Regions from separate parts of the Mus musculus genome. Here region 1 is linked to region 2. The links are chromatin contacts, called in public promoter capture Hi-C maps. All regions are on one chromosome and are shown on one strand. Each heading gives the region's core, a stretch centred on a gene start, on an enhancer-like site or on the middle of the called end of the contact. The rest is flanking DNA. Distances are from core to core; before and after follow the strand shown. Region 1 holds the start of Akr1e1 (aldo-keto reductase family 1, member E1). Region 2 holds the start of Akr1c18 (aldo-keto reductase family 1, member C18).

The links. Promoter capture Hi-C pulls out the DNA fragments that hold promoters and counts their contacts.
Region 1: a promoter capture Hi-C map of hematopoietic stem and progenitor cells shows a contact between it and region 2. The contact joins the promoter of Akr1e1 here to the promoter of Akr1c18 in region 2. A contact is called at or near these places in 10 of 39 promoter capture datasets (the C10 cell line, the HPC-7 cell line, cranial neural crest and 5 more), 1 of 484 Hi-C or Micro-C datasets (cumulus cells), 1 of 115 datasets of contacts at active chromatin or transcription factors (bone marrow-derived macrophages) and 1 of 9 other capture datasets (pancreatic islet).

The regions. Positions count from the first base shown.
Region 1 is chr13:4,606,099-4,610,475 of GRCm38.p6, reverse strand. Akr1e1 (aldo-keto reductase family 1, member E1) reads left to right here and starts at 1,312. Exons shown (of 10, transcript NM_018859.2): 1 at 1,312-1,391; 2 at 2,918-3,085. The coding sequence starts at 1,353.
Region 2 is chr13:4,148,803-4,152,913 of GRCm38.p6, reverse strand. Akr1c18 (aldo-keto reductase family 1, member C18) reads left to right here and starts at 2,268. Exons shown (of 9, transcript NM_134066.3): 1 at 2,268-2,399. The coding sequence starts at 2,316.

The DNA of each region.
Region 1 (4,377 bases), core at 63-2,562, 460 kb before region 2:
ATGATAGAAATCATTTAAAGATAGGACAATATTTCTATAGATTTATGAACTGAAAGTGTAAGTGTCGCTATGAGTAATAAAAGCTTATCAGAGAGAGAGAGTACTAATAATATTGAACATCTGAAAACACATCCTCTTGCAAATGGATACTTCCATGTTAATCTGCATAAAGATCGAAAGCTACAAATAGTTGTCTGACCGTTAATGGCTTAACTTTGCCATTTTTACAAAATATAAATAAAAAAAGAGAACTGGAGAAGATGTAGAGTTTTCCACATCCACAGTGCATCTGCCATGAGCACTTGAAAAACTCAAACAAATGAACAGATGTGTAATATGGCAACAGAGAAATTAAAATAACAAAACAAAACTTTGGGTTGAAATTGTAAAATTGTTGAATTCTGCTAAGTTTTTAATAAGTTATTAACAAACATAGTGAAGGATACAAAATTCTAAGCACTGTAACACGCAAATCTTCAATTTTTCTAATCATCTTAGTAATGCTAATATTTTCGAAATAGCTATTTACCTTTGCGTTTATGGGCTGGTTTTCTGGTTCCTTCTAGATGTTTCAGCTTGTGATTTTAGGATTATTGCCAACTGAATAAGACCTAAAAATCACCTGGGAGACAGTCTTGTAGGCATTCCTTTGAGGGATTATCTTGTGGGAAGACCCTTGGGTTTTTGTTTTTGTTTTGTTTTGTTTTGTTTGCAATTATAATTACATTTCTCTCTTCCTTTTCCTCCCTCAAAATCTGCCTATATACTATTTGCTCTCTTTAAATGACCTCCCTTATTATTAGTTCTTATTACAGTGAATAATCTTCCAGAGATGTTTAATTTTTAATCTTGATTTTTTTAATTCCATAAGACACACCTTAAAAATGATATTCAGATTATATTTCCTCTATTACTAAAATGGCAATCACCTCAAAGTAGCACTCATCATCATTGCAAGGTTCAAGACAGCTGATATAGTCAAACCTGTTTTTTCCAGGATACTAGAAACGATCATCAATCTAAAACATCTGATGTCCAGGAAATATCCTGAACCACAGCCTGTTTGCAAGAAGGACAGAGCACTGGATCTGGGCTTTAGGCAGGTTGCTCGGAGACGGAATTCTTAGGATCATAGAGGATTTAGGACAGAGATAAAGCACAACCAAACCCAATTGCTTAGGTCCCCTGAAAGATGGACTATGCTCTCAGCCAATCAGAGCACCAAGCGACCTCTCCATCAGCCAATTAAACTGCCAGAACTCCAGCCTATCACGGCATTTCCTGAGGTCCCTGGAACGCTCTCTGGCCGCTAAAGTGCAGGAAGAGGCTGAGCCTTTGAGCAAAGGGGAACCATGGAAAACATCCCTACAGTGGGCTTGGGCACCTGGAAGGTGAGGACACACTCCGGTGTGGGTGGGGCTAAGGGTCCCGGAGCCTGATGAGTACATGCTCAAAAACAGCCAGGGGCACGGGATTTCTTTTGCCTAGGGTGATTCCTTCCAGACCCGGGCTCTGATTAAGGTTTTCCCCCAGACGGATTAGAGGAGAAGTTGGACTCTCTCTCCTGTGATCCTAAAACACCCTGCTCCCTGCGAGGATTCAAAGCTGTTAGACTAACTTTAAATAAAGCAGTGTGCTGTTAACCTAGCCTTGTGTGAGCTAATCACGGACCCCCAGCCTCCGAAAAATCATTTATGCCTAGTGGCACTCATCTTGGCACAGCAAAACCGAGTGTGTGTCAAATGGCCACAAGGAAGCGTGCTACTTTGCATGCTAAAACAAACCAAATAAAAATAATTAAATAATTGCACCGATGTAAGTGTAATGTCTACTTCTGGAGTCCACTAGCGACATTAGAGATATTTGCGAGTAGTTACACTGCTTGCTCAGTTGATTTTGAATGTAGGGCATAATGAACGTGAAGTTGAATAGTTGAATAGGCCTGTCTGACTCTGGGACAAGTTGTGGGGGAGGGGGAGGCATGATCAAAATTTGTTTCTTTTTATGGTTTGGGGGTTTTGTTTTGTTTTGTTTTTGATAAAAAAGTAAATTTAAAAATTCTGTTTATAGGAAGGTTTTCAAATAAATGTTTCTCCAGAATTTTTTGTAAAAAGGATGGGATTATTATTATTATTATTATTATTTTGGCAATTTGGTGATTTGAGTGTTCTTTGGTACCACATAGTGAATGCTGAGATGTGAGATGAAAGAAATGTCAATAAAATAATAAATAAATAAAACTGTGTGTGTGGGGGGGGGGGAATCACCCTCCCAACACAATTGAAGCATTTAATTCTATCTCCTGAAGACACAGGAATATGACTTTCAAAATATGTGAAGGCAATGGAAAACCATAGCAAATGTGACACTGACTGATGATCTTAAATAATGTCGCTATGCTAGATATGTATATCCCCTTGATCCAATAACCAAGTCATTTAGGACAAAGCAAGGAAGAGATCAAATTCAAAGCTACCTTGAGCTACACTTTTCATATTTGATGGAAATGTCTGTGTCTCACTAAGCTTTTCCTGTGTGTACCCTACAGATATTGAGTGAGTCCATGTGTGTGATACTTGTTTTATGTTTACAGTTGATTCATGCATCCCTGGGTGCTAAATATCAGACCGCTTCCTGCCCCAGCTGTTCTTAGCCCTTCTGTAATCGGGAAGCACAACACAGCAAGAGCTGAAAAGCACCCTGTTTCCAGAATGAGTAAAGATAGCAGAACAGAATATTAATCATATTCTGACTATGACGTTCCATTCTCTACCTTTTGGTCTGGCTGATGTTCATACTGCTTTACTGATTTGAGTATTTATGTATTGCTTGGCTATACTTTCCCACATGACGGGGGAGAAAGGGGATTGGGTTCCCCTGACAGAAGAAACTTTCCTTGTGTTTGGTTATATTCCAGGCCTCCCCAGGAGAAGTGACTGATGCAGTTAAGTTGGCTATCAACCTGGGCTACCGGCACTTCGATTGTGCTTACTTATACCACAATGAGAGCGAGGTGGGAATGGGAATCAGTGAGAAGATCAAGGAGGGCGTGGTGAAGAGAGAGGATCTCTTTGTAGTCAGTAAGGTAAGGCTTCTCCACTTCCGCAGGCAAAGCTCCTGGCAGAGCTGGAACCATCTAGCCTAGAGGATTTGGTCAGTTTCCTTATGGGAATTGGTGCTTTGGGGATGTAGTTGATTCTCCTCTAGCTTTGTGAACATGTGAGGTTATGTTTTGTTTGCTTACATCTTTGTTTTATTATTTGGCCATTCAGGTGGCCATGCAGAGACATACCACCAATCAACAATACTTTCATGAATGAAATCTTGGTTGAGTGACACCACCTTTGTGTCTGTAGTGAAGAGAATAAAGTCCGAGCACTTTTGAATTCTTGTCTACTACATAGACCGGCCTTAACTTGGAATCACCTGCTAGAGGTGATCAAAGGGCACATTCCAAACTCCACACTAAGAAATTGACTCTGAGGTGATAGCTGTACAAGCAGGAAGCAAGTCAATCACGCTGTATGCATGAATGACCAGGTGTGGGAGTCTCTGTGAAGTCAATCACGCTGTGTGCATGAATGAGCAGGTGTGGGAGTCTCTGTGAAGTCAATCATGCTGTATGCATGAATGCAGCAGGTGTGGGAGTCTCTGTGAAGTCAATCATGCTGTATGCATGAATGCAGCAGGTGTGGGAGTCTCTGTGAAGTCAATCATGCTGTATGCATGAATGAGCAGGTGTGGGAGTCTCTGTGAAGTCAATCATGCTGTATGCATGAATGCAGCAGGTGTGGGAGTCTCTGTGAAGTCAATCATGCTGTATGCATGAATGAGCAGGTGTGGGAGTCTCTGTGAAGTCAATCATGCTGTATGCATGAATGCAGCAGGTGTGGGAGTCTCTGTGAAGTCAATCATGCTGTATGCATGAATGAGCAGGTGTGGGAGTCTCTGTGAAGTCAATCATGCTGTATGCATGAATGCAGCAGGTGTGGGAGTCTCTGTGAAGTCAATCATGCTGTATGCATGAATGCAGCAGGTGTGGGAGTCTCTGTGAAGTCAATCATGCTGTATGCATGAATGCAGCAGGTGTGGGAGTCTCTGTGAAGCAGAGGGAGGCTGGAGGTGTCAAGGCTCCAAAGTCCTCCTGTGTAAGATGCTTGCACGTTTCCTTAAAATGTAGGAGGTTGAGAAAAAAAGCTGTTTCTAAGTCAGGTGGTTTCTTTTACCGGCGGATGCAAAGGACATGGCAGTATCTGACGGGAGCAGGTACTGTACACAGTGTTATTACCAGCACAGGTGATGACGGGAGCAGGTACTGTACACAGTGTTATTACCAGCACAGGTGATGACGGGAGCAGGTACTGTACACAGTGTTAT
Region 2 (4,111 bases), core at 1,019-3,518:
GAAATAAGCAATGTAGCACAGACTCAAAAGGAGTTAGATATTGTTTCTATAGTTGGAATCTATGGGGCCAACATGTCATGAACACTCAAAGGAGATATAGATAAGAAGGAAGGGATCTGAGCAAGGTAAAAGAGGGTAAAGTAAGTCAGTGTACAGATATGTCTCACCACAACAGACTGCTGCATGTGCATATGAAAGTGTCATCTTATGAGAAGACACACATTTTTCTATATTACACTTATCTACTTGGAATGTCTTTATGTTTCACCTATGTTATTGGATGATACCTGAATCTCTTTTCTAAGGCTAAGTCATGTTGCATCTGTAGGTAGCAGCTTTATTTGCCTGCTCATCTCTCTGTCCTAATGTTGCCTGTCTCCACTGTTATGAGTTACTGAGCACTGCCATACAAATATCTCTCAGATGACTTGCTCTGAATTTTTTTGATACAAACCTACAAGTAGGACATCTTATAGTATTTGACATATGGTCTTAGAGAAAAGTTCTCTTTTCTCTCAAAGGGCATATATTTTAATCACTTTAACATAATCAGTTAACACCATATAAATATTATCATCATCTTAGTTTTTAAATTTTATGTTTTGCCTGTATTCATGTCTGTGTGAGGGTGTTGGATCCCCTGGAATGAGACATACAGACAGTCATGAGCTGCCATGTGGGTACTGCAAAATGAGCGCATTTTACTGAAGAGCAGCTTGTGTTCTTAACCATGGAGCCATCTCTCTAGCCTCTTAAATGGCCATTAGAGCTCACAATAAAATCCCTCTGATCTAGACATTTTCTTATTTGGGAAAATTTCCAGTGTGGACTTTATCACTTTTGTTGCTATATTTCTGTTCACAGGTTTTGATGCCTCAGGTGTGTGATCAAACAGAAGGGATGACACTCAGAAGTCAGCACACTAGACAAACTGCCCTATAGCACTTTGGAGTATAGATGGCATTATGTTTGTGATTATGTTATCTCTTTAGTACAGTGTCTCAGGGGAAGAAATGTCTGTGATTTGAAGATGAATGGAAAGCTTGTTTGAAGATAAGGAATTTTCTCTACAAATCCGAGTTAATGCGTCTAGGACAGGTTGCTCTAAAGTGACCAAACCAGTTAGGACAGCGCAGTGTCTCCTCAGAAATTGCAACAGAGTATGATTCAAAGCTTTATTCCTAAACTGCTAAATGGCAGAATCCTCTCCTAAATATTTGTGAACAGTGAAGATATTTTCCATAGTGTTGAATGCAAGAAACTAAAAGATCTATCTTTATATTTCCCTAACATGATTTTGTGGGTGGAATTTTTTAACACAATATAGTGATGACACATTTGTCTCTTAAACATTAACCTAGCTATTTGTTCATGGATATGACAAACTGCTCTCAGTGAATGTATATACCACCTCAACACCAGTATTTTAGATACATAAAACCTCTTCTGAATGTAGCTTTTGGCAATGTTATAGTTTTCCGTGTGGATTAACAAATGTGTTTGTTTAATTCTACAGCATTTAATCACTGGTATAACCTGTTTTATGTCACCTTTTGTTAAATCCACCAACCTCAAATTTCACTTCACTCTCCCATATGTTCTACATGAGAAGGTGTAATGATATGTCTCCAACTCTTCATTTCTCTCAGAAGCATAAACCGCAGAAAAGGAAAACTGCATTAAAACTGCAAAATACGGAAAGGGGATAACAGAAGAGAAAAGTAAACAAGGGAGCAAGGCACCCCAATTACCTTCACACAGAACTGGGGATCATTCTGGCTAGAAAAATGGTAGTAGAAAGTTATAGAAAAGTAGTAGGAAGGGTTTCATAGACAGTATCTCTAGAAAAAAAAATGAGGCAAATTAAAATGGAAAAGAAACAGCGATCGCCAATTTGGGTTTCTGAGCTACTTTGCTATGCCACATAGTGTATGTACATAGTGTATGTCTTCATAGCAATGGAGAACAGAACAATAGGCACCTCAAACTTTCCACTCTAGACATTGTCAGCAATCCCTCGGTCTCTCATAAAGCAACTTAAAATACTGTGTGGAGTATTCTAGTAACAACATTCATTACATAAAGTCATGTATGTGTCACTATGTAGGATGTTGTAGCAAATTCTCTTCTGTATGAGAATAAACGGTCTGGTGCCAACTCTTTCCTCACAAGTAGAATGCTGTAAGAGCTCACTCCGCCCCCGTGCCATTGACTGCTGATTACTCATTCACTTGGGGCTATAATTTGCACTTGTTCGCTGGCTTGTGAAAGCAGAGGAAGAGAGAGAATCTTCTAGGTCAGAGCAGTGGCTGAGAATGAATTCCAAAATTCAGAAGATAGAATTAAATGATGGTCACTCCATTCCTGTCCTGGGCTTTGGCACCTATGCAACTGAAGAGGTAATAAAAAAGGTTTGGGGATTAAGGGCCTAAAAGAATGAAATTTATCAATTCCTGTGGAATTTTGGTGGACTCCTGCTGCTCTGCTCCACCAGATTAGAGCTGTGCTATGTAGAAGAGAGGCAGACTGGGTGGGTTCTACTAAGGTTTGATCATGTAATCACTAACTATTCTGGTTTTGGGGTCTTCCTTCAGTGTCGATCTGCTTCTGAGAAAAGGAGAAAATTTGAAACTTAGTTAACATCATTATCTGATGATATATATTACACAAACATTTTATTTGTTAACCATTGAAATATGTTTATTCAACCAACTCATGCATTTTTGTTTACTTTTTTTGTTATTCTGAGTTTGATATAAGCTATGTGTATTAGTCTTTATGAAATAATTGGATGACAGGTTTTTTCCTGTTCTGTAGTTGGTTTCATTACTCTATTGACTGTTTCTACCATGAATTGAAAGATTCTTAACTTGATATACTATCATTTGTCTGCTTTTGCTGTTGTGTCTTGTGCTTTGAAGGACATATCCAAAAATTGCCTATGCAATGTTTTAAAGAGATTCCTTCATGTTCTTTCTGGTGGTTTTACCATCTCAGGTCTCATACAAACGTCTTTTGTTCGTTTTGATTGATATGTATACCAGGTAAGGAACTATAGCCACATTTCTGCCCTCTGTGTGAGGACACACAGAGGTCATAGTGTCACTGGTTGAAAAGCCTGTGCTGTTTCTTATCCTTGCCTCCATGCCTTTGTTGAGAATCACTCTGGACCATGGACTCATGTAGATGAAATCGATTCCATTCCATTCTCCTGTGTGTCCATTTGTATGCCAATGCCACAACTTGTTTTAGTTTCCTACAGAACTACTAAAAGTAGATATCACTTGGACATCCCATTTTTGCATATATGTAAATAATAAGTATACTGAGTAGAGCAAATAGATATTAACATTCATTATGGCATTATTTACAATAATTGATACATGGATCAATTCAGTGTGCAGCATCTAATGAAATATAAAAGAAAACATGAGACAGACAGATAGACGGATAAGCCGACAAATAGACACACACACACACACACACACACACACACGCCTATACACATATACAGATATTAGGCCACTATGCATACAGAAAAGTAACTATCTGTTATCTGCAGCTGAATAGATGGAACTCTGGGATATTGTGCTACATGAACTGTCCAGACACAGAAAAACAATTGTCACATGTCCTTTTTTATAAGTAGAAACTGAAAAAGTCTACTGAAATATATAGTATTATTGACTAGAGGTTACACAGGATAGAGGCTAGGAGATAAGGTTGGATAAAGGTTGCATAACTAATACACACAATTAAATCAAGGGAATAAATTGTGTTTTTCCAAACACTGTAGGATGAGTATAGTGCACAATGACCTATCATATTTTATATAATGTTCAAGAAAAATAAAAGTTTGTTAAAGAAATTATAAGCAGGAGAAATGCCAATTTAAATAATTTGACTGGTGTAGTATACTGCATACATAGTGCTGAAATATGACAATCAACCTCAGTGATATAAAATCATTACTTTAATCAAGGCAATGTTTCTAAATTCTAAAATTCTAAAATTGCAATGCACTGAGAAGCGAGCGGCACTGCGTTTCACTTTACAGTCACCCTAGCTGCTCCATGTTTAAAGCTTCCGTACTCAGAGGCAGTGTCTTCCA